Regions from separate parts of the Mus musculus genome. Here all the other regions are linked to region 1. Evidence: chromatin contacts called from public HiChIP or PLAC-seq and promoter capture Hi-C data. All regions are on one chromosome and are shown on one strand. Each heading gives the region's core, a stretch centred on a gene start, on an enhancer-like site or on the middle of the called end of the contact. The rest is flanking DNA. Distances are from core to core; before and after follow the strand shown. Region 1 holds the start of Pafah1b3 (platelet-activating factor acetylhydrolase, isoform 1b, subunit 3). Region 2 holds the start of Atp1a3 (ATPase, Na+/K+ transporting, alpha 3 polypeptide). Region 3 overlaps Tgfb1 (transforming growth factor, beta 1). Region 4 holds the start of Axl (AXL receptor tyrosine kinase). Region 5 holds the start of Dmac2 (distal membrane arm assembly complex 2).

Region 1 (5,171 bases), core at 594-3,093:
GGCTGCAGCTTGTTCACCAGTTGTACGATGGCTTTGATGCCACCTGTCACTTGTTCTGCTGTGTGGCTATGGTTGTTGGTGCCCACCCAGACCACCACAATCTGTGGAAAGAGTGACACAAATCAATAGTAAAGAAGCAGGCAAAAAAGCGGCTAGCCCACCACCCAGGCCTCCTTACCTTGGGCCGGATGTGCTCCAGCTCCCCGTTCTCAAGCCGCCAGAGTACATGCTGTGTGCTGTCACCACCAATGCCAAAGTTAAGTGCATGCAGAGGTGAGAAGAGCTCCCGCCAGATCTGGGGTCAAGAAATGACGTAGACACTAGCCACCACCCTCTGTCCAGGCCATTATGGACATATCATTATGGATTAGCCTTACTTTATGGACAAGGTCCGGTTAAATCTCAGCTTGACCAAATCCGGAATCATGGAACTTATTACTGCTTCACTTTAACCAAAATTCACAGAAGTTACGTTCATTTTATGAAGATCCTGTCTGCTTTAAGTATACACAGAGCTAATGGCAATACAACTGAACCTCATTGTGGGGTGGGGGGGAAAGCCATTGTAGCTAAACGTCTTAGGGACTTTATTACTGATAAAGTCTTTGCAGAATACCATTACAATCAACCTTCACTTTCTGTAAAGCTATTACAACTTCGAGTAAACCCAACAGGGGCTGTGCCCCACCTTAAACAAACAATGAAAAGCCCTCACCTGACACAATCTTGAAGGAACGCCTCAATTTAACTCGACAGAGACAAACCCAACCCGACAAACTCAGGGCACACACTTCATTCTCAGCAGACATGTACATGGGGTTCTTAGATTCCTGCTACCACGGGCATTTCTGTACCCCTTATCTTGTCTTATCAGGTTCTGGGCTTGAAGTGCCAGTGAGGGTGCATGCCTGGATGAGGAAGGAGGAAACGGGTGGACCCTCACCTCACATTGGTGCATTAGCTGAACCAAGGAGTCCCCGATAAAGACTACTTCGGGTTCCTTGTCTTTGCTGTCCGCTACAAACCGATGGTGCTGCAGAGAAAGCCAGAAAGAGTCAAAGGCACGCACGCTCCAGGCCCCGCCCCACCCCGCTGCCTCAGGCGGAACAACCCCAAACAACCCAAACCAGGCTGCCCACCTAGGTGAGGAGGAGGATGTCACGAAGCAGTTCTATAGACATACACGCCCCCCAAGCCCCTAACCCTGGGGACCACGCGCGGTCACTCACCAGAGACATCCAGCGCCCGTCACCCTGCACGTCTTGCACAGGCGTGGGCTTGCTGGCCGGGTTCTCCCCTTCCCCACTCATCCTCAGCACCGCAGCCCCCTGGGGATGAGAGTGGAGTCCGCCCGGGAAAGCTCCGCGAGGACGTGGATCCGCCACGCCCACCCCTACCTCTCGGGCCAACACAATGGACCGTCCTGCCGCGCTCGCTCGCGCGTAGGGCGAAGGCCGAGCCCAGACGCCGCCTCCTTTCGCAGACTAGAAACCGTCACGTAGGAAGGAATCCTCGCTCCCCTCCCCCGATGGAGGCCGCAAAGTGGGCTCGTCTGCCGCTTCCCGCCGGGACCCCTTGCGGCCACGGGGGCCCAACGCAGGGGGGAGGGGCAGGCGAGACCAAGCGGCACTCGTGGCAGGGGAAGAGGGGGCGCAGACAAGAGAGACACAACCCAGAGTGGACGGAAAGGGGCAGGGTACCTGTAAAGCCGACAGGGACCAGGGACAATCTAGCGCCCTCCGTCCGAGGAGGAAATCATTTGCTGCAGGGCCAGAAAACTCCGGAAGAGACCACCTACGGGGGTGTGTGTGTGTGTGTGTAACCCATTCACATAGGAGAGGGAGTGGACGAGCTCATTCCTAGATCCGCGGAGGGGGTGGCTCTTAGACACCTGGGAAGGGACGCTCCCATTTCTTACTGGTGTAGGGATTTGAAAGGAAGCTAGCCAAACTGGGCGGTGGTGGCACACGCCTTTAATCCCAGCACTGGAGGGAGCCAGAGACAGGTGGATGTACTAGTTCGAGGACAGGCTGGTCAACAGAGTTCTAGGACAGCCAAGGCTACACAGAGAAACTCCCGTCTTGAAAACAAAAACAAAAAGAAGTGAAGCTGGTGGAGGCAGCACCAGAGTGGCTTTGAGGGGACTTCCCTATTTAAAACTTTCTGTTTTCTTTTGAGATGAGATTTCACTCTGTAACTTTAGCTCTCATGGAACTTGCTATAAACAGCAGGCAGGCCTTGAATTCACAGAGATCTACCTACCTCTGACTCCTGAGTGCTAAGATTAAAGCTGTGTGCCACCAGGCCAAGCCCAACACTAAGGCTTTGTTATTGTTATTTATTATTTATTTGTTATGTATATGTATATACGTGTGTGTGTGTGTGTGTGTGTGTGTGTGTGTGTGTCTTTTTTAAGGTAGGGTTTTTAAGGTAGGGTTTTTCTGTATGACAGAGCCCTCCCTGGCTGTCCTGGACTTGCTTTGTAGACCAAGCTGGCCTGTAGAGTGGTGGTATTATAGGTATGTGCCACTAGACCCAGCTTCAACATTAGTTTTTTAGTGGTATAAAATCTCAAATGCATATCTTCATGCCTCAGAGGCACCATCAGATCTATGTGAAAGAGGTGCAGAAAGATCAGAAATTGGAGATGGCTGCAAGGCCCAGCCCAGGTCCAACTTGGCATCCGTCCTGCAGATCACCTTGCACCTCCTAGGCCTCTGTTCCTCTCTCTAGATACAAAGTTCCATCATCAACTTCAGGTGGGTGGCTCTGGACTCCAAATCCCATGTCTGTAGCCAAGGCCACTTTCTATCATCTTCTTTCTTTCCCTGGCTCAAACTAAACCCCAAATCGCAGTGTTTTCTCAGATGCCCAGGGTCTCCCTCACCCCTAAATGGCCTAGTTGTTTTCTGGCAGCCCCACCTAGCGACTGAACTTTCAAACCTATCCATTCCTTCTTGTTGGCTTGATACTAAAGTAGTGAAGAGTTTTATTTATTGTGTTCACATTCTGTCTCAATCTCTTTCCCTAATCTGGACCTGGCATGAAGTTATTACTAAACAAGTGCAGTGCTTGCAGAATGATATTAGTTACATTAATGGTCAGATCCTGGCTATCTCCATCCATGTGTTGGAGAGAGAGACTCAGACATGACTGAGAAAGGCCCGGGACTCTGAGGCTTTGTGTTTCTCTAGAACAGAACTTCTTTCCTGTGTGCTTGTTTGGAGGTACGGTCTCATGTATGAGATGACTTTAAACTCACCATCCTCCAGCCTCTACCATGGTGAACAGGGCTTCCTCAACTTTTTCTACTTGAGCCCCACTTTTGCCTGAGAAAGTTTTTGGTTTTGATTTTTTTCTTTCTAAATAGGAGGTCTTACTATGTAGCTTAGGCTACCCAGAACTCATTGTGTAGACCAGACTAGCCAAATCTACCCTAGTGATGGCAATAAAGGTGTGCTCAACCATTCCAGCCCAAGAAAGCTGTGTGTGAGTGTGTGGTTGTGTGTGAATTTGAGTGTGTGTGTGTGTGTGTGTGTGTGTGTGTTTATATCTTTGTAAGATTATATGTGCATTTGAAGGCAGGTGACTGCAGAAGTCAGAACCGGGTGTCAGATCTCCTAAAGCTGGAGTCAAAGGCAACTGTGAGCGGCCCTGTGTGGATGCAAGAACTGAACTCAGTCCCTTAACCAGGGAGCTGTCTCTCCAGATGCTAGACTGAATAGTTTTTATATTACCCTGGGCTTATGGGTGTATAATATGGGTATATTTACATCTAATATTCCCTGATACTACTATAAAGAAAAGGACTTAGAACAATTCTTTTGTGCAGATATAATTTTACCATTTATTAAAAACAAAAGCACATTTGCATACTAATAAGCTAGGTGTACTTATTTTGTTTGTTTGTTTGTTTTTTCTTTGTGTAGCCCTGGCTGTCCTAGAGTTTATTCTGTAGATCAGGCTGACCTTGAACTCACAGAGAGCCACCTGCCTCTCTCTCTCTACTGAATGCTGAGATTAAAGGAATGTGCCACCACCATCTGGCAGGATAAACTTTTTATATACAGCCAAAATCTTGGAATTCCTAATATATTGTCTCTGAACAGACTCTGAGGCAGTGGTCACTGGCATGGCGTAGCATGATGCTGTGTGCACTTCAAATGACCAAAGCTGCCATGAAATTATTTCATTTTTTGTTTGTTTGTTTGTTTGTTTGTTTTTGTTTTGTTTTTTTCTTTTGAGACAAGGTCTATGGAGTTGTCTTGCCTGTTCTGGATATAAGTCTATGTAGACCAGGCTGGTCTTGAACTCACAGAACTCCCCCTTCGGAGTGAGTGCTGGGATTAAAGGCCCTGCCACCACAAATTTTGAGATGCAAAGTTGATGAGCACCTTAGATTTATTAGTTTGATTCTGTTGTACTTTCAGAAACCTTTTACTAGTACCAACATTTTCATGGCATCCCCTCACTGTTTTATGACCCAGAGGTGGTTTCCTGAAACAGTGTATGGACACGGTTTGGGAGCTTCTAAGGACTGGGAAGCACAAAGAAAAGACACAGGTCATAACATTACTAACATTTGGACAGGGATATACACTAGGGTAGTTTAGTTTGACTTGAAAGTTTGGGGGCCACACACCTGTAATTCCAGCATTTGAGAAGTAAAGGCAAGAGAATAGTTCCAGACTATCCTGAGTGAGCTGAAGGTGTGAGGGACATGTGCAGAGAAAGGAGTTGGGGAGAGAGAAAATTCTGAAGCAAGCGAAAGAATCAAACCTCGCAAGCATTCATTCATATGTATGTTGGTTCATTCCATCCTTCTATGAACCATATCGGGGAGAGTCCTACTTCCAACTGGTTTCACAAATTAGGACATAGGCTCTGGGCAGTTACAAAGTTTTCTAAAGTCACAGGGCTCAAAAAATGCTGCTTCAGGAATGCCTCCAAAGGCCATCTTTGTGTGCATGGAACCTAGCACCTTCCACTGGGACCAGTCAAGTGGTCAGCCAGCAGCCTTAGCCAATCAGCATTGTGTAAGGCGGGCGGGCCTAGAAACCCTCGAAGCCAATCCAGTGAGGAGAGGGGCGGACTCTGGACAGGGCTGGGCGGGGCCATAACTGTCAATCTTGGTGCCTCGTGCTTCTCCCTGGGCAAGGGGCGTGGCAAGG
Region 2 (5,133 bases), core at 1,784-4,283, 290 kb before region 1:
ACTGCCTGTCTCCCCAGCTCTTTGTTTGACCTGAGACTGTGGATGTCTCAAAGGACTCAGACGATCTTGGGAGACCACACACACACACACACACACACACACACACACACACACACACAGAGCCAGGCAAATCATGAGAGGAGAGGGCACTCCAAATGACATGGGACAAAGGCTCTCCCATGGGAGGCAGTGTGCCACATGTAAGTAGTCATTCCCAAGAGACTCCATGGACAAGATATGAACCTGACTTCTCTCCTGCAGACAGCTGTGTACTGCAGACAGTCTTGAACGGGCATGGGCATGCTCTGCCCTCGAGGAATAAGTAGGAATTGGGAGGGGGTAGATTTGGGGTATGGAAGAGCAAGAAAAAAAAGCCTTAGGTCTGAACTGAATTCTTATTTGGTGGCCTGGGCAGGTGGGGAGCGTGGTGTCCGAGGCTGGCAGGAGAGGTGGGCTGAGGCAAAGGGATGCTGACAGATCCTGCAGGCCCAGGGCCAAGCTGGGATCGGAGGCTCAGTGCAGCTCAGCGCTAATCTCCTCGTGACCTTGTAGCAACCAGACTTGCCTGCTGTCTGCCCCCAGACCCAGAGCTGCCTTCGGAACCTAGAGAAGGGCTGTAGCCCTGGAAGCCTGGGACCACCAAGGAAGAGTGCACCGGGGAGCTGGGAGCTTGGCTCCAGGCCAGCCCTGCAGCAATACTGCGTCTCAGACAAGGAGGCACGTATGGGCTGCAGGGCGTTGTGTCAGCCCCCGCAGATGAGGCAGACATGTGGAGGGATGTGAAAACAGCCAGTCTTGAGGTCAAGGGGAGAAGTGAGCCGGGTGGCAGGGGAATCAGCTGCCCTGTCCCCAAATCACTGGGAGCTGCAGTGTGGGTCTTTATGAGAAATAGAGGGCTCAACTTCTGGCTCCGACACAGAAGGTCTGGGGCCTGGACTCCTAGGTGTGAGGGAGGATGCTGGGCCTGGCCTCCTGAGTCTGAGGGAATGGGTTGAAGGCCTGAACCCTCATATCTGAGAAGGGAAGACTGGGAGTCCAGTCCCCTGGGAGGACAGTCGCATCCATGTCCCCAGGGACCAAGCCTCAGCTTCTTCTTGCCCTTGCCATGAGCAGATTCCCCTAGGGTGGCTTCCATCTGTTGGCATGAGGAACTGAGGCGTTCCCAGGAAAGACAGGAAGCTCAGATGGGCACACTGCAGGGTGGGAGCACCTCTAGGGGTGGGGGCTCTGTCTGCCTCATTGCAGCCTGCCACTGCAGCTCCTAGCCATTTTCCACGGCGTCCGTCCACCTCCTTGAAACCTGCATGGCTCACGCAGCCTCTGCCCTCCCCACCCCCATCTCGGGGTACCTGCCACTGTCTTTTCTAAAACCTTGACCAAGGCCTACCTTGACCTCCCGGTCTAACCTCTGCCTCTTCTTTCCACTACTCAAGTGTATTTTTTATTTGTTTGTTTGTTTGGTTGGTTGGTTGGTTTCTTTCAGTTTCTCCTTTGGTCTCTCTGTGTCTTTCCACGTCTGTCTCTCTCTTTGTCTCGATGTCTTGTCCCTTTTTTTTTTTTTGGTTTTCAATGTCTCTTTCTGTTTCTGCCTTGTCTGTCTCTCTCACATCTAAATCATTTCCTTCCCTTCCCATCCCCATTTCTCTAAGACCCCCCTTTCCCAAAGCCCTGCGCCCTCTCTTCTCTCCCAACCATCCGTACCCCCCCCACTTCATTCCACTTACCTGAAAGCCATCACTGACTCTCACTTCCCCCTTTCTCTCCTAACCCTCCCCCATCTAGCCCTCCCTCCCATCCCCCCTCACCCACCCAGCCCACAGATCTGCAGTTCCATCCCCCATCTTCATCCGTAGGCCCTTCATCCGCCATCTTTCTCCCCACCGTTCATGTTCCCTTTGGCTCCCCATGCTGACCCCTTTCTCTTTACCCGGGGAGGGGTCCCCCCAATCCATCCACTTCCTTCTCTGACAGCCCTCCCCAAGCCCCACCCCAGACACACAGGGAGGAATCCAGAGCTGCTGCAGGGGTCAAGTGGTCGGTCAAGGAAGGAGGCTGCATCTGCTGGAGAGATGCACAGACAGAGAAGGACACACGGACACGGAGGCAAGGACATAGCAGGCATGCGAGCTCCCCCCACCCCCACCACACGGCTGTGCTTGCACACCCTCAGCCAGGCACTTGTCTGCCAGCCATCTCCTGCTCCTCCCCCTCTTCCCAGCCCTCATGTCTGTACGCGCCCCCCCCCCCCCAGATTAGGGGCTGCGAAACCTCTGCAGCCCCAGGTCTGTCACTGCAGATCACCCTTATCCAGGTCTGCAAGGAGAAAGAGAGGTCATCTTATGTCTAACTCATAACCTGTATCTGTCTCCATTGAACCAGGGGAGGGGATGGGGTCTTGATGACCCCTAAACACTGGCATAGCTCTCAGACACACCCAGACAGGTAGCGGGCTTTGAGATGGGAGGGGGTGCACAGATGGCTGCAGACCCTGTTAGGGCTGCATTAATTAAGCCGGAAGCACGCGCACACACATTCGCCCTCAAGCATTTGCACTCGTGCCGCCACACTCATGCAAGGGGCACACGAGCAACCGCACAAGGTCAAACCGAGATGCTAAGGGCCAGCCCTCCGCCCCCCCGTGGACAAAGCCTCCAACATGCGCCACAGATTCCCCCTTCGACTCAATAGCCCACTTTCCCAGCCACACAAACTAGTCAGGTCAGCCGGCTCCCGGGTCCCCGCAGACTCGGCCCCAGGGCTCAGGAGGGCAGGAGACCCCAACTCCGGCACACAGCCAAAGTCACTGGACACGATGTCACGCACACAGAGTCCAGCCGACCCCTGCACCTACCCCCATCTTGGCGGCTCCGCGGGAAGAGCGGCGTTCAGACTGATGAGCGGTGGCCGCAGGATGGGCTCAGGCGCGGGCTCGGGCTGGGGGCCTCTGCAGCGCCCGCGCCGCGGTGGGAGCGTGCGTCTGTCGGTCCGTGGGTCCCACCGCACAGAGGCTGCGGCGGCCGGGGCCTCCGCCTCCTCATATGCCCGCGCCCGCGGGGGGAGGCGGCTCCGGCCAATCAGGAGCAGTACTGAGCAGACGGACAGCTTGCGGCCCGGCCCCCAGTACTGCAGCTGTACTCCCCCTTCCCCCCCTCACCGCTCCAACCTTGTTTCTGCAAAGTGGCGGCCACTGAGAAGCTGAGCACAGTGCGGGGGGGGGGGGTGATCCCGGACATCCCCAGGGTGGGGACTCAGAGACCCCCCCTCAATATAGGGAGGTATCTTAGGGACCGAGGCTTTGAGGGTGAGGCACCCTGGAATCTGCCTCCTTCTGGGAGTGGGGTAGATACAGGGTGGGAGGAAAGGCCCAGTGAATTGCAGTAATGCAGGGCCCCAGAGTGCCACCATCTTGCAGTATGTAGAAGGGACCCCAGGAGTCTATGTTTGACACTGTTCAGGAAGAAGATAATGCCTGATGGGGAGACATGTGGAGGGGTGTTGCGGAGGTGGGAGGGGGTCCTAATATCCTCTGCACTGTGTCCCCATGACTGAACTACCAAAGATGCATCACCACACACAGCACAAAGGAGACACAAAGCCACAAGAACATACCAGGGGGCCTGGAAATGCCCCCACCATGCAGGTACCACCATCACCTCCACGTGTACCACCAAAGGCTCTCAACCACATCCCAGTCACACCACACACACACCACCACCACCACCACCACCACCATGATCTTTCAACCAGAGGCTCAAAAACCAGCCAAAGGAGAATCTATAAAGAGCTCACACCCATCACACCACAAGAGAAACCCAGTCACGATGCGGAAGTGCTGTGGAGAGCCCACGCCCTCAGAACACCACCTCACAGACTCCCATCACACACTGCACCACAGCTGACCTTGCACCATCTCACACAGAGAGCCAAGAGATTGCTTCACTTAGCACCATTGCGCAAGCATAAGACCCACATTTCCTCCAGACACTCACAGAGGCCTCTGTGGCCACTGGCGCACAAACATACAATACCATCAAACACACTTGCACATACCCCGGTGTGTTTGGGGCATGAGAAAAGGCTTGCTGTACAAACAGGCCAGATAACTGCTGTGAATGACAGGCAAAAAAGTGCACACACTCACACATAACAGAGTCATTCAGAACTCAGCCACGAGAGACCATCTCACACATCCTACATTACTGCGCTGTCATGATGCAGGAGTTTGTTGCACCTTCAAACATATCCCAATGCTCCTACCCACACACCACACCCACATCCCCGTGTGTATAAAAGGATGCGCTTGTGTCCCGCCTCCTGCTTGTCCATGCTCTCAGGCCTGCCTCTCACACACAGCACCCATTATCCTCCTCATCCGAGCCTGAGGAGTCAGTCTCCCATGCCCACCTTGACAACATTTTGCTCATGGGAACATTTTAGACTCTCTCTGGGGATGCTGGTAGAAGACAGGGGTGGGGAACGAGAACTCTGGCCAGGAGCAGGGAGTGAGTTGACTATGCAGGGTTTGGTGCATGCTAAGATTAAGGATCTGATGGCCATGGTGGAACATGCCTTTAATCCCAGCACTCAGAAAAGCAGTCTTTATGGCAGATCTTTATGAGTTCAAGGCCAGCCAGGTCTTCACAGAAAGCACCAAGACAACCAGGAAATACATGGTGAGACCTTGCTCAAAAAGGGGTTTGAGGAGTAAGATGATCCTGACCTCAAGGGGACATGGGAAAGGAGGGACACAGAGACACAGAGTGATGGCCTTGGGCAGGAATAGAGATAGTACCACATTAGAAGGAGGAAGGGGGCTTCCCCCAGCACCTAGAGCTTCATCACAACCCTGTTCTCTGGCCCATTCCCATCCCTCCTGCGGTCCCCTGTTGCCATGGTAACAGGGAGGCTGACTCTGCAGCAAAGGAGGTTGGGCCTGCAGATCCGGCTTGTTGCCATGGAGACAAGGGAAGGAGAAGGAGCCCCACCTTTCAGCACAGGTGCAGGTGTCTGAGGGGGGGGGGGTCTCAGACACCCCTTCCTCAAGTCTGTTCCTTACCCATGGGATGGAGGGATTTTTACCAACATTTATTCATTTATCCTTTCCTTCTCTCAAGATGTAATAAGCCTGGAGGT
Region 3 (5,518 bases), core at 2,460-4,959, 410 kb after region 1:
AAAATTGTTTTAGGGTAGAAATTCCAAATGTAGACAGAAAAAGCAAAGGTATATAACCCTCTTCCAGCTTCCAGCATTCTCAGGATTTTGATGACTCACTTCAGACACTCTGGAGCTGGAGACTTGGCCCAACAGTTAAAAGCACTGGCTGTTTGTTCTTCCTTAGGACCTGGGTTCAGTTCCCAGCACCCATATGGTTACTTAGAAGGACAACCATCACTAACTCCAGTTCCTAGGGACTTCATGCCCTCTTCTGGCCTCCTTGGGTACTGCACAAACATGGTGCACATCAAAACTTACGTAGGCACACATATGCACACAAATAATAAAATGAATACATAAACCTTTAAAACCTAGAGCAAGGGGCTGGAGAGATGGCCCAGTGGTTAAGAGCACCGACTGCTCTTCTGAAGGTCCTGAGTTCAAATCCCAGCAACCACATGGTGGCTCACAACCATCCGTAATGAGATCTGATGCCCTCTTATGGTGCATCTGAAGACAGCTACAGTGTACTTAGATATAATAACAAATAAATCTAAAAAAAAATCCTTAAAAAACAACAACAACAACAAAAAACCTAGAGCAAGCCAGGTGGTAGTGATCCCACCTTTAGTGCCAGCACTCAGAAGGCAGAGAGACAGGTGTATTCTTAAGTTCGAGGCCAGCCTGGTCTACATACAGAGTGAGTTCTGGGACAGCCTGTCTCAAGGAAGCAAACAAACAACACCAAAAGCTTTATAGAAATTCAGTTTCGCCGGGCATGCCTTTAATCCCAGCACTCGGGAGGCAGAGGCAGGCGAATTTCTGAGTTCGAGGCCAGCCTGGTCTACAAAGTGAGCTCCAGGAAAACCAGGGCTATACAGAGAAACCCTGTCTCGAAAAAACCAAACCAAACCAAACCAACCAAACAACAACAACAAACAAACAAACAAACAAAAAAACCAAAAAAAAAAAAAAAGGGAAAAGAAATACAGTTTCTTGTAGTAATTGTAGTACTGAATTCCCAGGGTGGAATTTAACAATTGTTTGGAGGGAGAGTTTGGAAGGCAAGTGGAAAGGGCTGGTCAGAGGAGGCACTGTTCATTTATGTAACTGATACTGGACACCTGCTTCAAGCAAGATGGCATTTTTAGGAGTTAAAGCTCCCTGGGTGGTAGAAAGTATCTCACATAGCCCAGGCTAGCCTCAAACTCACTATGTCTCCAAGGAGGACCTGGAACTTCTAATCACCCTTGCCTGTGCCTCCCAGGTGTTGGGATCGAAAGTGTGAGCCCTCTTGCCTGGCTATGACTGGGTCTGAGGACTAGAGAGGAAGCCCATGTGGCTGTCAGGGTGGGCGAGGGAGGACACTGAGGAAAGCCAGATAGACTCATGGTGATAACAGGCATTTGACGTAAACAGGAGGAAGGAGTGAGTAGCTATGGCCTCCAAAGGCTTCCATCTGTCCTGTTTGTGCCATTCAGGAGCACCGGCCCTAGCCCCATATTCAGTAGAGGTTTGGTAAATATGTGTCCTACAAATAGGACGTGCAGGCACATGTTGGACTGTGAATTACTCCTGTGTGTTCTGTGGGGATGTGACAGGACTTATTACGTCCTCCCCGAGAGTGCTCATGGGACTGTTGCTAGCCCTGCACTGGCTCTCAAGTGCCTGCCCAGTGGGAGGTGCTTCACTGGCAGCCTGGATGGTTGTAGTGTCACTATTGTCATCACAGGCGTCCTGGAGAGCCTGAGCTGGACAGGAGGCTGAGGGCAGCCGAGGGCTGGAGCGGGCTGCAGGGTTGTCCCTGCTTCTGACCTTTGTTCCTCCTGCCTGCAGCTCCACAGAGAAGAACTGCTGTGTGCGGCAGCTGTACATTGACTTTAGGAAGGACCTGGGTTGGAAGTGGATCCACGAGCCCAAGGGCTACCATGCCAACTTCTGTCTGGGACCCTGCCCCTATATTTGGAGCCTGGACACACAGTACAGCAAGGTGGGTCTGGCTCATGGGACAGGCTGGAGCAGAGGCTGGGGTGGTAGGGAGAGAATGGGAAGCTTAGAGCAGTGGGGAGTCAGCGGGATAGGGTGACAGAGAAACGGAGAAGAGCAGGGGGGGGGTGCAGAGCAGAGCTGGAGAGATGGAAAGAAACAGATTGGGTGAGAAAGGCAAGAGAGCTAGTGATGTGGAGAGATACAGAAAAGGAGGTGGGGAGAATTGGAGATGGGAGAGTAAGTGACTGAGGCAGACAGGAAGAGGAGATAGGATGAAGAGAGAGAGAGAGAGAGGAAGAGAGAGAGAGAGAGAGGCCGAGATGGGGACAGATGAGGGACAGAGAACAATAGGGAGAGACATATATAGAAATAGACTGGGAGAGATAGGGAAACAGAGATGGAAGTTGAGGAGGCTCAGAGATAAGAGACAGAAATGTAGAGATCCTGGTGGGGAGAGAGATAGGGGGAGCCCCTGTACTCTGGCAGTGACCCCGGCCCACCCGCAGGTCCTTGCCCTCTACAACCAACACAACCCGGGCGCTTCGGCGTCACCGTGCTGCGTGCCGCAGGCTTTGGAGCCACTGCCCATCGTCTACTACGTGGGTCGCAAGCCCAAGGTGGAGCAGTTGTCCAACATGATTGTGCGCTCCTGCAAGTGCAGCTGAAGCCCCGCCCCGCCCCGCCCCTCCCGGCAGGCCCGGCCCCGCCCCCGCCCCGCCCGCAGCGCCCGGGGCTGTATTTAAGGACACCTGCACCCCCCCTCAAGCCCACCTGGGGGGCCCATTAAAGGTGACAGAGGACTGGTGGTCTCCGTGTCATTGGCCGCCGGATTGCGTCTCCCTCTTAGCTGACGCCCCTACCACATCTTGTCCCTTTCTGTGCAATCGCCTCCAGCACTCCCTAAGGAACGCCGGCTTTGATCCCAGAATTCCAGGGGGCGACGCTGAGGCCCAGGGAAAACCCTATTAGACTCAGGTATCATCTCTTTAGGCACCGTTCACAGTGCTTTATACCTCTGAGCATCCACGAGGCAATCCGGGAGAGCCTGAATTCCTGCTGGGATGAATTCATTTCTTGGATGATGAGTATATGGAAGAGCAAAAAGTGCTGATACAGTGGGTTGTGGTGGCCCCATGTGACAAGTCCCTGCATTCAGGAGACTGAGGCAGGCAGATAGATATAGCTCAGGCTAGCTCAGATATAACCAGGCTACTGGTTCAGAGTTGAGTGTGTGGTACTGAAATGCCTGCAGTGGGAAGGCAAGGGTTAGATAAGGAACTCTGGGGCTTCCGGGTTACATTAGACCCTATCCCAAAAAACCCCCAATTCACAGAATGTGGTGGCACAGGCCTTTAAGACCAGCACTCAGGAGGCTGTAGCAGATTGGTCTCTGAGTTTGAGGCCAGCCTGGTTTACAGAGCAAGTTCTGGATACACAGGACTACACATAGAAGAAACGGTCTCCAAAATACCAAAACACCAAATCAGTAGTTGGTGTTGGTGCTGACTATGTCACTGGGTGAAAGGAGCCTAGGGGGAGGGGGAGCCACAAGAAGGAAGTGGAATCAGGGAGTGTGTGTGTGTGTGTGTGTGTGTGTGTGTGTGAGAGAGAGAGAGAGAGAGAGAGAGATTCTTGGAAGACCGGAAGTGACAAGTGACAGCCATCTTGGGGTGTGCCACTGTGTGAGGAAAGAGAGCAACGTGACTGGAAGAGTCTAAGGGAAGGGTGTTGGGCGCTGAGTCAGATCCAAGTCAGCACAAGCCAGGGAATGACAACTCTCCTACATGTCAGGTGTGTGGCTGTCCTTGATCACAGCTTTCTTCCCACAGCCTGACAGAGCAGGGGCTGGCCAAGGTTGGCCCCAAGCCTCCTGCAGCCTGCAGCCTGCAGCCTGTTTCTGTAAATAAGTCCCGCTGGCTCACGGCCACACTCGCTGCTTCCTCCACATACTGTTTGGAGCCATGTACTGTTTCTGCAGCCTCGTATGCAGGGCCAGCAATATCACCTGGTCCTTCTGGAAAACCTGTGAAGATGGGTGTGGTCTGAACAGGCTGCCTGTAATTTGAACAGGAGGCAGAGGCAGGAGTATCATCACCACAAGTTCAAAGCCAGCCTGATCTACATAGCCCCCAGCCAAGCAGAGCTAAGTATATGGAAAACCCCTCAGTCCTTCCCACTCTCTCCAAAAGCTTGCTTATCCTTTTTGGGGGATCGTGTGCTCTTTACAGGAGGAAGTATTTACACACACGGAAGGTGGTTACTTCCTAAATCCACAGAACTTAGTTAGTTTAGCATCTGCACATGGATCTAAGACTGCTTTCTTGATCATATCTTGATCAGGAGTATGGGACCCCAAAAGAACTTGGGGGACACATAGCCTTACCAGATGAGCTAAAAAGCTGTATCCGAGGCCTCCATTTCTGGTAAATCACTGCGAGTTAAGTGAATGGTGAGGAACTCTGTCCTCAGTCACCCTGCCTCCTCCCTTCCTGGGGTTGAGAGAGAGAGAGAGAGAGAGAGAGAGAGAGAGAGTGCACATGCATGAGCGTATATGCATGCATGTGTCCTCAGGAAGATAAGTTACCCAGGCAAGAAAGACCGGCTGCCTGAGCCTAGCGAGTCCTGTGTTTCATCTCTTCCCATCTGCTGGGGGGAGCTTGTGAATTCTCTCCTGCTTCCTCTTTCTCAAGCCCGTTTCCTCCTTTCTCCTGTGTTTCACTTCCCCTACCCTCTGCCTTTCTCAGGCCCCCAGGGCTCCTAAACTTGCTTTCCACTCAGGGAGTGTCTGGGAGGGAGGGAGGGAGGGAGGCAGGGTGACTGAGGGCAGAGTTCCTTTGGTTTGAGGTTGACAGCACTGAGCCTGGAAGAGTGGGTCAGAGGCCTCCTAGTCTCGTCCCATCAGGGGCTGAGAGCCTCTGAGGAACAGGTTGGGGTTTGGGGCAGGACAAGAACATTTGTCATTGCCACTAGCTCTGGCCTGGCAGATACACAAACACGCAAGCAAGAACACAATCAGGATTGTAGTCATTCAAGGATTGCTGAATAGCCCCACTACCCCCAGCAGAAGCCAAAGTATGGACAGGGTCCCACAACTACACCAACACATTCACCTCTCAAGACTAGTGACATAGATTCTGACACCTGGCAGTCGACACAGACCACACATACAGACTATAAACAGTCCAGCCCTGGGCCCTCACAGGACATGACACAAGTAGAAAGTTTGATAGAAAAGGCCATCACATAAATATACATTATAGGGCCAAGCTTGCACCACATGCCAGACAGATTCACAGTGTCAAACACACCAGACACACATCACAGCATCAGAGCCCAGCTGGGAAACAGACTACTCCCCCCGGCAGTTACACAAACATCCTCCACGGGGTCATGGTCATTGCGTGACCCGCTGCAAACCCACTCATACCACACACGCCGGGGTTTCATACACGTCACAGTCCCAGCCAGACTACCAGTAGGTCACAGCTACTGTCTGACACTCTTCACACACACCCACTTGCCTGGGGAGTCCCAAGTGGCCCCACAG
Region 4 (5,365 bases), core at 775-3,274, 490 kb after region 1:
TCCAAAAGCTCCCCAAATCTCTCTCCTCTGGGACATAGACCTGTCCCCCATAATGTATGGCCTCCCATGCCTCCCCAACTACCAAGATTCCCTAAGTCTCTGGACTTTATGTCCCAATGGGAAAAGCTCTGAGTTCTTCACCTGTCATCCCCGCATAAGCTCTGACCCGAGAACTCACCTTCCAGCCCTACAAAGCCCGGCTGAGACACAAAGGTCCGTCCTTCTAGATGCACCATACACTGGTACTCCCCTGCATCTGAAAGTTGCAGGGCTGAGATTCTAGAAGGGAAGAGGGGGATTTAGAGGCTGGGGGTCAGAGCTGGACACTGGGATGTGGTCAGCAGAACTGAAAGAGGGAGGGGGTCTGGACAGGAAACTTATAGGAGGCTGAAGTAGGTCCTATTTTTAACTCATTTTTACAGAAGAGGAAAACGAAACCCAGAGGTCATATCACAAGCTCAGAGCCACGTGCCCAGTAAGTGGTCAGGTGGAGATTCCCAACCCAGGTGGAGGGGCTGCCCAGTGGCTTGGTGCGGAAGGGCTGTGTGTATGGAGCTCCCTGGTCAGTGACAGGTGCCACACCTGAGCTGACTGACAACTTTCCATTCATCTTGCCAGTCTTCGCCCAGAGGCACCTGGGTCTGGGTGTTATCAGCCAGTTCTAGGATCTGTCCATCTCGAAGCCACACCACCTCAGGGGGTTCCCCCTGAACCTGGAGCTCACACCGAAGTGTCCCCGTGAGTCCTCTGGCACCTGTGATATTCCCTGGGTTCCCCACAAACGGGCTGCCAGCCTCGGTCTGTGTGTCTGTCAGGGAGATGGTAAGGAGCATGGTTAGGAAACCCGCAGCTCGCTGCTCCTCTGGTCCACCTTCCCTATCTGCCCATGGTTGCCAGGACCCCACATAGTTGTAGAGTGACCTCAGAGGGGGGTGGGGTGGAGGCATGGGAGAGGATAGGAGTCTTCCCAGGGGATTGAGGTCCGGCTTCCATCTCATGTCCAGTCTGTTAGGAAGAAGGCCTGGGATCTGGCAGCCTCCCACGCCCTGGACTGCCTGGCAGGGCCGGTCCTTGCCATTCTGGTCTCTAGAGACTTCACAGTCTGGACTGGGAGATAGAGGAAAAGAAAACGGAGCAGAGAAGGAAAGGAAAGGGGAGGGGAGGGGAGGGGAGGGGAGGGGAGAGAGAGAGAGAGAGAGAGAGAGAGAGAGAGAGAGAGCACTCCAGCAGGGCAAGAACAAGTGGAGGGGGACAGCAGTGACAAAGGGGGCCCAGGACTCCCAAACCCTCCTTCTCTAGTCTTCCTCTGTGTTTGTTGGGGAAAGAGCCCTTTCTGTAATCTGGACCCTCTAGCTCTGTCCCTCTCCTCAGGACACAGATTCCTCAACCCCCCAGCCCTCCCTCAACTCCTCCTGTCTGTCTTTCTGCCCAGTCCATCTTTTGGTCCTCCCGGTTACTGTTTCTTGTCCTTCTATTCCTCTCTGAGTTGCTTTCCCTAACTCCAGGCTCTTTGAGTCTGTGTCTTTCTGCCGCCCCCCCCGCCCCCCCCCCCGCGCGCGCCCAGGCCAGCACTCTGTCGTCCCAAGGAAACTCCCTAAGCCAGCCCAGTACCCATAACACCTGCCAGCCAGCCCCCACCTCCTCACTGCCCCTGCCCTGGATCGCATCAGCCGGCGTCTCTGCCTCAGTGAGACCCCATCACTCACCCTTATGGGCTGCACACCCCCAGCAGCACAGCGCCAACCACCAGGCCAGCGGGACCCTGCCCATCCTCCAGACACCAACAGCTCAGATTGATGCCAAACTTTCTTCCGAAGTTGATGGGCACCTCGCTAGGAAAGGGGGCAGGGCCGGGTTGTCCCCGGCCCTCCCCCCACCCCTGGGCTCCTGGGATTTGGCACTGCCCGCCTGGCACAGCGGGAGCCCCTCGGCTGGCTCAACTCCTCCGCAGCTAGCCGCCTTCCCGGCTACCCTGCCTCATTCTCTCACTCCCAGACTTCTTTCCCCGCCCCTGGCTCCCCCTCTGCCTCCGCCCACTAGGGCCCCAGCCTTGGGGCCACTGGGACTTGGAGGGGTTAACTAGGAGTGAAGAGTACGGGATCTGCCTTGTCTTAAAGGAGCCTGGGCGCCTTGGAGAGAGGCTGGGGAGGAGGAAGGAGACCTTGGTGGCTCATGGTGGCTGAGGCCGATCCTGGGCTGGTGAGTTAGGAGGATGGGCGCTGTGTCCCCCTGAACTCTCAGGGTCTGGTAAACATTCCTGTAGAATTTCCACTCCTCTCAGCCCAAGACGCCCCCCAGCCCCCCTTTCTGGGCCCCCACCCTCAGCCCAGCCTGCCAGGCCTCCTCCAATTCCCCTCACACTCGCAGCTTGAACAAGGACTCTCTCTCTCTCTCTCTCTCTCTCTCTCTCTCTCTCTCTCTCTCTCTCTCTCTCTCTCTCTCTCTGCATTGACACAGAAGCTGGGACAGGTAGAGACATGCAATGGCATGCTGCCTGCCCACAGATACCCTCAGATGAGCCGGGTCAGGAGCTTGCCTGGGGAGAAGTCTTACAAATGGAAGGTCACTGCGGGACTGGCATATGGGGGATCAGGGTACTCACTGAGGGCACATCAACACTCAAACCCACCGAAGCCCACTTGAACACAGAAACAGGAATCCAGAGGTGGCAGCAGACTGAAGTGACAACCCCAGCTCTAGCCCAGCCACATGACTTTGGGCAATGGGCAAATGCCTGTCTTCCTGTACCTCAGTGTGTCTAGCTTTAAGATGGGGACGAGGACAGCCCCTGCTAATGCAGCAGGCTAGTGCGAGAATGATCTAGGTCAAAGTGCATGCAGTTTCTTGCACAGGGTGGCCCAGATGACGAGGTGCCCGGGATTTTTGCTACCCATGCTGGTTGTTCCTCTGCCTCAGGATTCTTGTATCCAGCCCTGGCAGATCCGGAGCCAGTATTAAGCCTCTGCTGCATGTCTGCTTCTATGCCTCTAGGTGTTTGCCATAGAGGGCATGCTCAGATGGCCTCCTAGTACCCAGTTCTCTTCTTCATTAGTCAGGCTGCTTCTTGATCAAATCATTGAGCTGCTTTTGATCACCACAGAATCCCATGTCACCTCCTGGCATCTCTCTCTCTCTCTCTCCCTTTGCCCTTCTCCATATCCACCACTCCTCCTTCCATCCCCCTGCCTCCAATCCATCTCTTGGTTGGGATCTAGGAGGATGTTTCTGAGACAGCCCTCCCCCCCATGTCTGTCCTCTAGACTCCCCACTTCTCTGATGATCAACTCCAAGCCTCTCAGCTGCTCGCTCTCGGTCCTAACCATAACCACCATCCTGTTTGTATCTTGATTCAGTGATGTGGCAGCCCCGGCATCTAACCTGCCACCTAGTCTGAGCCCTGGGGTCCTCCTGAACGCTCAGTGTGGATTGGTTGCATGGAATCCCAGGGAGAGCTCAGCCTTACAAACCTCTCTCCTATGTGGCTGCCTCTTTAGAGTCTCACCCTGGTCTAGCCTTGCCCTTTCCCTCCTGGATCCCAGCTATAATTTGCTCCTTCAGTGGCCCGATTGCTTCTTCCATCACGTTTCCCTTTTAGCAGCCACAGGGTGTTTCTTATCCCACATCCCATCTGATCCTTTCCTTCTCCCTTCCTTCCCTCTCCGATACCACCTAGCTGTATCCCATCTTCTGCTTCAGCCTTTAGGATAAAGCCACGGGCTTCTTACAAGCACCCCTCATTGCCACCTGAGCGTGTCCTCACCTCCCTGGTCAGTTTTCATTTTCTCACCCGAAACAGCTCCCTCACAGGCTGTGGAACAGCTTTCTGTGGCACTTTGTCCCAAGCTCCTACACCTCCCTCAGCCCCACCTCTCCTCCCTTTTCTTTTGCATCCTTTCCAGCCCCCTCCTGTCTAACCTAGCTCTACTCCTTCAATATACGGCTCCCTCTCAGCACCGCCTTTTTCTGAGATGGTCTCACTATATCACCAAGGGTGGTCTTGAACTCTCAGTCCTACGTGCTTTGCCCTCCAGAGAGTGCTGGGTGACAGGCAAGCACCACCACACCCAGCTTACCCGGTGCTTTTCATTGGCAGCAGGCCCCGTTTATTGTCATTATGGAGTTATTGCACAATTCTGTTTCCTGCCTGTCTCTCCTTTCTGCTGGTGGACGCTGGGAGGACAGCCTGGGGGATATCGCAGATATTGCTGCAACCCTTAGAAAAGGCCTTGCCATACTGTAGATAAGAAGAAAAAAAGGCATCTCTGGGGTGAAGTGGAAACTTTAGGGTTCTTTGGAAAGTCGGTTGGATGATATTTTGCTGGGGCAAACACATGAAGGGACGTTTCATTAAAGCAGACATAGGTGTGAAAGGCTAAGGTAGACTCATGAAGGAATGTTTCGCTGAGAGACACACACAGGAGAGAGGATGTTCTGCTAAAGCAAGTGTGTGAAGGGACACGTGATGAAGGATTCTTTGCTAACAGCACTCAGGTATTGGTCTGCCTTACGTTGCATAGTTGATCTGCTTTTGTTGGGACTCCACAGACTTGGGCTGGCTGCGGCAGACTTGGGTGGAGGATGCATGATGTTTGGTGGGTGTTGGAGATCGGGCCTAATGCTTTGATTTGACAGGGAATGTGCTTGTTTGTGCAAACACTAAAGTTAGTTTTTGATTGATCAATAAAGATGCCAGTGACTAATGGCTGGGCAAAGGGAGGCAGGGTGGGACCCTTAGAGTTGGTGGGGCTAGGACACAGGGGAAAGGAGGAAACGCAGACTTTCAGGATCACTGTGAATCACGGGGTTGGGGGGAGCGTGGAGAGAGATGGATCAGATTTAGAGCTGCAGAGGGAACATCATCTGAAATGTAGGGAAAGCGGCCGCCGGAAAGGCTGCTCAGAAACACCTTGGGCATCAGAGACCAATGGGCCCTACAGAAGGTAACAGCGCAGCAAAGTTAAAAGTAGATCCAAGGAGGCTGGAGAGGTGGCTCAGCAGTTAAGAGCACTGGCTGCTCTTCCAGAGGTCCTGAGTTCAATTCCCAGCAACCACATGGTGGCTCACAACCATCTGTAATGGGATCTGGCGTGTCTGAAGACAGCTACAGTGCACTTACATACATTAAATAAATAAAATCTTTTTTAAGAATGCAAAATATGTATTTAATGTTTCTAACCAGTACAAAGACCAAAGGCCACATTTACTCTAGGTTAGTCACAAACCAATTATTTAATAGAAGCTATAAAATAATTGGGAAGAATATTTGGAATATCTCAAAAGATTTAAAATAGGAGGACACTTTACAAAAATCCGCTTAGGAAATAAAATTCCTCACCTGTATGTAGAAATGTAACATTGCAGGGGA
Region 5 (5,327 bases), core at 2,029-4,528, 320 kb after region 1:
CAAAGATAGCCGTGAGCAGAGGTCCAGCTTCACCCTGTTGCCCCTCAGGCTGACACCCCCACACCCCACACTCCTGCTTAGGATACCTGGTGCTTGGTGCTCAGTACCTGTAGGGGCTGAGCTGTCTTCCTTCCTAGGCCCTCCCTGTTGCCAGCCTTCCTCAGCCTCTTTAGCGGAATGACTTTGGTCAGCCCCCAACCCGGTCCTTGTCTGTCCCCTGCCGGGGCTTTGCCACCAGTGTGCCTGAAGAGCCTCTGTATGGAAGCTGCAGGCTAGGATACAGAAGCTAGTTCTGCTAGCGCGGACTTGGCAGCATTGTGTCCTTGTAGAGCAGTCAGGACTGGGAGGTGCTTGGGTCTTGCTAGGTTATGCCAGTGGCTCAGGGTCCGGGCTTAGACCTCAGCTGCTCACCCTCCTGAGCCCAGACTCCAATTCTGCAAGGCTCATATCTTGACATCTGTGTGGTAAGCACAGAACTCCCACTTTGGACCCACCCCACTAAACCCATTTTCCGTTGATGTGGAAACAAGTCACCATAAGCTGGGCATCTTATAGCAATGCAAGGGGTGCATCAAAGGTTAAAGGTGCTTGCTACCAAGACTAATAATCTGAGTTCAAGCCCCAGGACCCACAGGATGAAAGGAGAAAACTTACTCTTACAAGTTGTCCTCTGACCTACACACACACACACACACACACACACACACACACACACTTCAATCACACTTCCGTCCCTAGCACTGCAAGGAGAGAAGATAATTCTCTTGCTACTCTGAGGCATAAAGTAGGTACACTGGGCGTGGCTGCTTCTGGAAACTCTAGGAAAGAATCCACGCTCTCCTCTCCTGAGCTTCTGGAAACTTCCTGCTTTCCTGTGTCACTCCAAACTTTTGAGTCCGGCATCCTGACTCCTGCTGACTCCACTGGCCATCCTTCTGATGAGACCCACCTGATTCATTACCCGGTCACCTATGATAACACCCCATCTCAAGGTCCTTAAACTGGCCAGCTGGTGTTGTCACACGCCTTTAATCCCAGCACTGGGGAGGCAGAGAGGCAGGTGGATCTCGGAGTTCGAGACCAGCCTCGTCTATGGAATGAATTCCAGAATAGCCAGAGCTACACAGAAATACCCTGTCTTGAACCCTTCCTGCAAAAAAAAAAAAAAAAAAAAAAAAAAAAAAAAAAGGAGCCTTAAGCTTGGCCTTGAGGTACACATCTATGATCCCAGCTCTGAACTATAAAGCAATATAGGAAAGGGGGTGGGGCTCAGAGCGGAGGGGAGGAGAAGGTAAAGGCTTCTTAAAGTAATAGAATGTGGTGGTTTGAAGGAAAATGTCCCCCATAGGCTCAGACAGTTGGGTGGTCGGTGGTGGACTGGGGAGGTTTAGGGGGACCCTCAGTGGAGGAAGGACCTCGTTGGAGGTGAGCTTTGGGAGTTTAAGGCCCAGTCATTTCAGTTTGCTTTCTCTGCCTCTGGCTTCAGCTGAAGATGGAAGCTCTCTGCTTCTTGTTCCTGACACCATCCCTGCTGTTTGCTACGATTTGTGCCCACTATGATGGCCGCTTAGCCCTCTGGAACTGCAAGCCAAAACAACCTCCCTTCTGTAGGTTGCCTTGAGTCACAGCATTTTATCACAGCAACAGGAAAGTAACAGCTACATACAGACTCTAAGGATTACAGCCCAAGGACATCTGTGGTTGGGGGCTGTTCGGTCTCGACACACCCACCGCTCCCTGCTTCTCCATTTCCATGAGTGGCCCCTTTTGGTTTCTCAGGCTTTTGTCTGTAGCAGCCCTCACCTCGGCCACCCACCCCTCATTCATTCACCTCTACTATGCAGTAGTCGCTTTGCTGGTCTCAAGGCCACCTCTGTCCTCTCAGAATCATCCTTCATGTAACATGTTACATTTGCAACAAGTCAATCAGACTCTGAAAGTCCTCTCTCCCTCTGTGACTAGAATGAACCCCTGCTGGGCAGCCAGGCAGCCAGCACTACTGCCCAACTCTGGTCAAGTCTCCACCTCTCTGCAAGCTGACAAAGACCTCAGGCTTTTTGTACAGGCTGTTACCTCTGCCTGAACACCTTTATCCAAGCCTTGGGGTAGGTGACTCTCCTGTCACTCATTGCAGTTAAATGCACCTGCTCTACAGACCTTCACTGCTGCCCTATACCCCGCCACACCCTAATATATTGCCCGTTTTTACCTACTTTTTTTTATCAAACACTAGTTTTAATTTTGTGTTCATTTCTTACCTATTGTCTTTCTACCTAGAATGATGACTACCTAAGAAAAGGGCTGTTAGTGCGACCCCAGCACCCACTGCGAGTGCTCAGCAAACATGAATGAATGAATGAATGAAGAGAATCCACCAAGAGTTCACACTGAGGGCTGTGGATGTGGCTCAGTTGGTAAAGAGCTAGCCTAGCATGAAGGAGGTCTGAGGTTTAGTCCCCAGCACCTCATAAACTTCTGTCCACAGCACAAGTGTGCCTGCACTCATATACATAAAACACATACACACATTAATGATAAATATACGCTTTTAATTGAAAAAAGTTCATGGCAAATATACCATACATGAGAGACTTTATGTAAAAGTAATAACTCTCTTAATAAGTATAGATGTGAACTCCAAACTAAAGATAGTCTCTTATACTCAAGTCTAATCTGCCTCTACCTCATCGCTGAGGAGAGACGTCTCAGTGGCAGTTAAGAGCACTGACTACTCCTTCAGAAGATCTGGGTTCAATTCTCAGCACACACACACGGGGGCTGCCAACTCCAATTCCAGGGATCCAGCGTCCTCGTCTGGTCTCCAAGGCATTGAACACACGTGGTGTAGAGCTACATGCACACACAGAGAAAATAAAATTTAAAAACCTAATAATAGGGTAGCAAAGTAGCTCCGTGGGTAAAGGTGCTTGCTGTGCAAGCCAGTGGATCTCAGTTCGCTTCCTGGACCCAGACTCGGCTCATCTCTACACCTGCGCCGCGGAATGTCACGCGTGTATACGCACAATAACAATAAATAAAAAATCATAATCAGTCGTACTGATTCTGCTGTAGAGATATCGGGTGTAAACTGAAAAACCAATGAACGCAAGAGAATTGCGACCGCACTCGGGGGTGGGGTGGAGTGGGAGGAGTAGATCCTTTACAGGAAAGACCGTCTCCTCCGCACGCGCGCCTTTAAAAGGCGGGCTAAAACAGAAGGGGGCGTGGCCACACGCGTGGCCCTTGGTGTCTGAACCACGTGTTAGGAGGGAACGTCCTGCCTCTTCTGTTTACGTTACCTGGCAAGATGGCGGCGCCCAGAGCGGTAGGTGACCGCAGCGTCCGCGTCCCGGAACTATGGTTCACTTTGTAGCTCGGTTCTCGAGACCTCTCTCAGCCTCCTGGGAAACAAAAGTCTGCGGAAACAGAGCGTCTCCTGCCGGACCTCGCTCGGGAGACGCCGTCTGGGGCTGCCGAGGGCCACAGAGAGTCTCGAGTCGCTTGATAGAGAAACCAATGGGATGAGGGTGGCTTAGCCAATCAGCGGAGTAGGACAGCTCTTCCTGGGGGGAAAGGACGGGATAAGGGTTTGGAGGTGATGTAGAACTAATGATGCTTTTGCGCGAAATTCCTGGGGGGAATTTAAGGATCTTGTAATCCCAGTATTTGGGAGGTGGAGGCAGCAGGATCAGGAGTTCAAGGTTATCCTTTTGTGTATCAAGTTGGAGGGCAGGCAGGGCAACGTAAAATCCTGCCTGTAAATAAATAACTAAACCTTAATAGGAAACAAACAAAAATCAAAGAACAGGGTGTGCAGGCGGGAGCCAGGAAGTTAATTTGGAGGTCCGAGGAAGAACCTGAGGGGGATTCCTAGAGCTTCGTTAACCTGGAGAATGTATTTAGTAGTAGAGTATTTTGTTGGTACTCATTGCCGTGGGTTCCATTTCCAGCGCTACCTGTAAAGGTGAAGGTTACGTGGACAGGATGGCAAAGAAATCAGCCATTTGGCAAAATCCTAGGGAGAACTGGGTAAAATTTGGGCTGGGGAAATGGTTCATTATTGAAGCACATGTGCTTGAGGCATGAAGGCCAGAGTTGGTAGAAGCGGGGCATGTCTGCTCACCTGGAATCCCAGCACTCTGGAGGTAAAGACAGTTGATTCCTCAAGCAAACCCACTGGCTGGGCTACCTGAGTTGGGGTGCTGCAGGTACAAGTGAGAGACCCTGCCTTGATCTATAAAGCCAGGGGCAATTGAGGAAGACAGCTGGCCTCCATACATGGGCACATTCGTGCAAGGACACCTACACATTTGAATGCACACTATGCACGTACGTATTCCACCACCACCACCCCAACCCCCAGGAGTGAACTGGTGAGAAATGAAAGTATAATGGTAGTTTGGGAAAAAAAAATAAGGACTTGGTGGGAAATTAGAAGAACCTGAGAAAACCAAGACTGGCTGCATTCAAGAATGAATTTATGGTTGGTTAAATGGAAGACTTTGGAGAAATGTTTTGAATCCCAAAGGTTAAGGATTGAGGACGTGGACATGCTGGGGACTGACCACGGTGCCTTATGAATATTAAACAGAGACTCTAGTCCTGAGCTACACCCCCATATTAGGGCGGGAGTGGTATCAGAAGGATTTAAAAGACTCAGGAAGCACAGGCTGAGATTCAAGGTAGGCCATGCTGTAAGAGTTAGGGGTGGAACCCAGCTCCACGTTCAACCTCAGTCCTTTCCCTCTCCCCTTCTCCAGGTCCTGCACCTGGGCGCCCGAGAATGGAATGGCAGAGCCAGGCGCATCCATGGCATGAGTGAGTTGGTGACCCCGGACAGCAGTCGGGAGAAGAAAAGAACGCTGTTGCAGTTCCTCTCAGATCATTTCCAGGACATCCAGACTCTGAGAGAGTACTTGCTCCAGAAACAGATCTCAAAAGTCAACAGGGAGAATCGGTGAGACCCTGCTGGCCAGACCTCCCAGCCAGAGCCCCAGTTCCGCCGGGCTGTGGCTTCCACTGCCAGCATGACAAGCTCACGCCTTCATCGCTGGCCCATCCCTCCTCTAAGACTCATTATATAGGCACTTCCACCACCAGCTGTGCTTGGGGGTCAAGCTGGCCTCTCAGACACACTCAGCTACAACTCAGATCTCTCATGTCTCCCATTTAAAAGAAACCTTACTCTCAAGCTGTCCCCATCCACAGAGTAGGTGCCCCTGGCCACCCAGTTGCTAAGGGTGAATTTTAAGGTGTTTTCTTTGTCTTTTCTCTGCCTTCACATCTAGTTTGTCAATGCTAGAGGATTCCCAGGGTCAGCCCCCAGG

The links. Promoter capture Hi-C pulls out the DNA fragments that hold promoters and counts their contacts. HiChIP or PLAC-seq counts read pairs in DNA pulled down with a chosen protein or histone mark. Capture Hi-C pulls out chosen DNA fragments and counts their contacts.
Region 2: a contact with region 1 is called in an H3K4me3 HiChIP or PLAC-seq map of embryonic forebrain, with 2.2 times the contacts expected there. The contact joins the promoter of Atp1a3 here to the promoter of Pafah1b3 in region 1. A contact is called at or near these places in 1 of 39 promoter capture datasets (neural stem cells), 1 of 484 Hi-C or Micro-C datasets (embryonic stem cells), 5 of 115 datasets of contacts at active chromatin or transcription factors (bone marrow-derived macrophages, embryonic forebrain, embryonic stem cells and 2 more) and 4 of 9 other capture datasets (adipose tissue, liver, macrophages and 1 more).
Region 3: a promoter capture Hi-C map of pre-B cells shows a contact between it and region 1, with 2.9 times the contacts expected there. The contact joins the enhancer-like site here to the promoter of Pafah1b3 in region 1. A contact is called at or near these places in 5 of 39 promoter capture datasets (the C10 cell line, cranial neural crest, liver and 2 more), 1 of 115 datasets of contacts at active chromatin or transcription factors (pancreatic cancer cells) and 2 of 9 other capture datasets (adipose tissue and liver).
Region 4: a contact with region 1 is called in a FOXA1 HiChIP or PLAC-seq map of pancreatic cancer cells. The contact joins the promoter of Axl here to the promoter of Pafah1b3 in region 1. A contact is called at or near these places in 1 of 39 promoter capture datasets (cranial neural crest), 1 of 484 Hi-C or Micro-C datasets (Sertoli cells) and 1 of 115 datasets of contacts at active chromatin or transcription factors (pancreatic cancer cells).
Region 5: a contact with region 1 is called in a promoter capture Hi-C map of liver. The contact joins the promoter of Dmac2 here to the promoter of Pafah1b3 in region 1. A contact is called at or near these places in 11 of 39 promoter capture datasets (the C10 cell line, the HPC-7 cell line, cranial neural crest and 7 more), 2 of 484 Hi-C or Micro-C datasets (embryonic stem cells and nephron progenitors), 4 of 115 datasets of contacts at active chromatin or transcription factors (bone marrow-derived macrophages, pancreatic cancer cells and stem cell-derived neural progenitor cells) and 4 of 9 other capture datasets (adipose tissue, liver, macrophages and 1 more).

The regions. Positions count from the first base shown.
Region 1 is chr7:25,296,143-25,301,313 of GRCm38.p6, forward strand. Pafah1b3 (platelet-activating factor acetylhydrolase, isoform 1b, subunit 3) reads right to left here and starts at 1,844. Exons shown (of 5, transcript NM_001357350.1): 1 at 1,230-1,844; 2 at 944-1,033; 3 at 179-295; 4 at 1-101. The coding sequence starts at 1,310.
Region 2 is chr7:25,002,904-25,008,036 of GRCm38.p6, forward strand. Atp1a3 (ATPase, Na+/K+ transporting, alpha 3 polypeptide) reads right to left here and starts at 3,034. Exons shown (of 23, transcript NM_001290469.1): 1 at 2,852-3,034. The coding sequence starts at 2,857.
Region 3 is chr7:25,702,307-25,707,824 of GRCm38.p6, forward strand. Tgfb1 (transforming growth factor, beta 1) reads left to right here. Exons shown (of 7, transcript NM_011577.2): 6 at 1,819-1,972; 7 at 2,478-2,771. The coding sequence ends at 2,636. Among named protein-coding and RNA genes, the nearest start is that of Ccdc97, 14 kb to the right of the region's middle. Within about 2 kb of position 3,710, at least 143 of the 459 cell types and tissues checked have an H3K27ac peak or open chromatin away from gene starts, as enhancers often do. A contact at or near this core is called in adipose tissue, pancreatic cancer cells and pre-B cells, where this site is marked.
Region 4 is chr7:25,786,709-25,792,073 of GRCm38.p6, forward strand. Axl (AXL receptor tyrosine kinase) reads right to left here and starts at 2,025. Exons shown (of 20, transcript NM_009465.4): 1 at 1,707-2,025; 2 at 583-808; 3 at 179-279. The coding sequence starts at 1,770.
Region 5 is chr7:25,616,136-25,621,462 of GRCm38.p6, forward strand. Dmac2 (distal membrane arm assembly complex 2) reads left to right here and starts at 3,279. Exons shown (of 6, transcript NM_001290487.1): 1 at 3,279-3,325; 2 at 4,761-4,957. The coding sequence starts at 3,308. Gm38969 (a long non-coding RNA gene) reads right to left here and starts at 3,526. Exons shown (of 2, transcript XR_881901.3): 1 at 3,300-3,526; 2 at 2,533-2,850.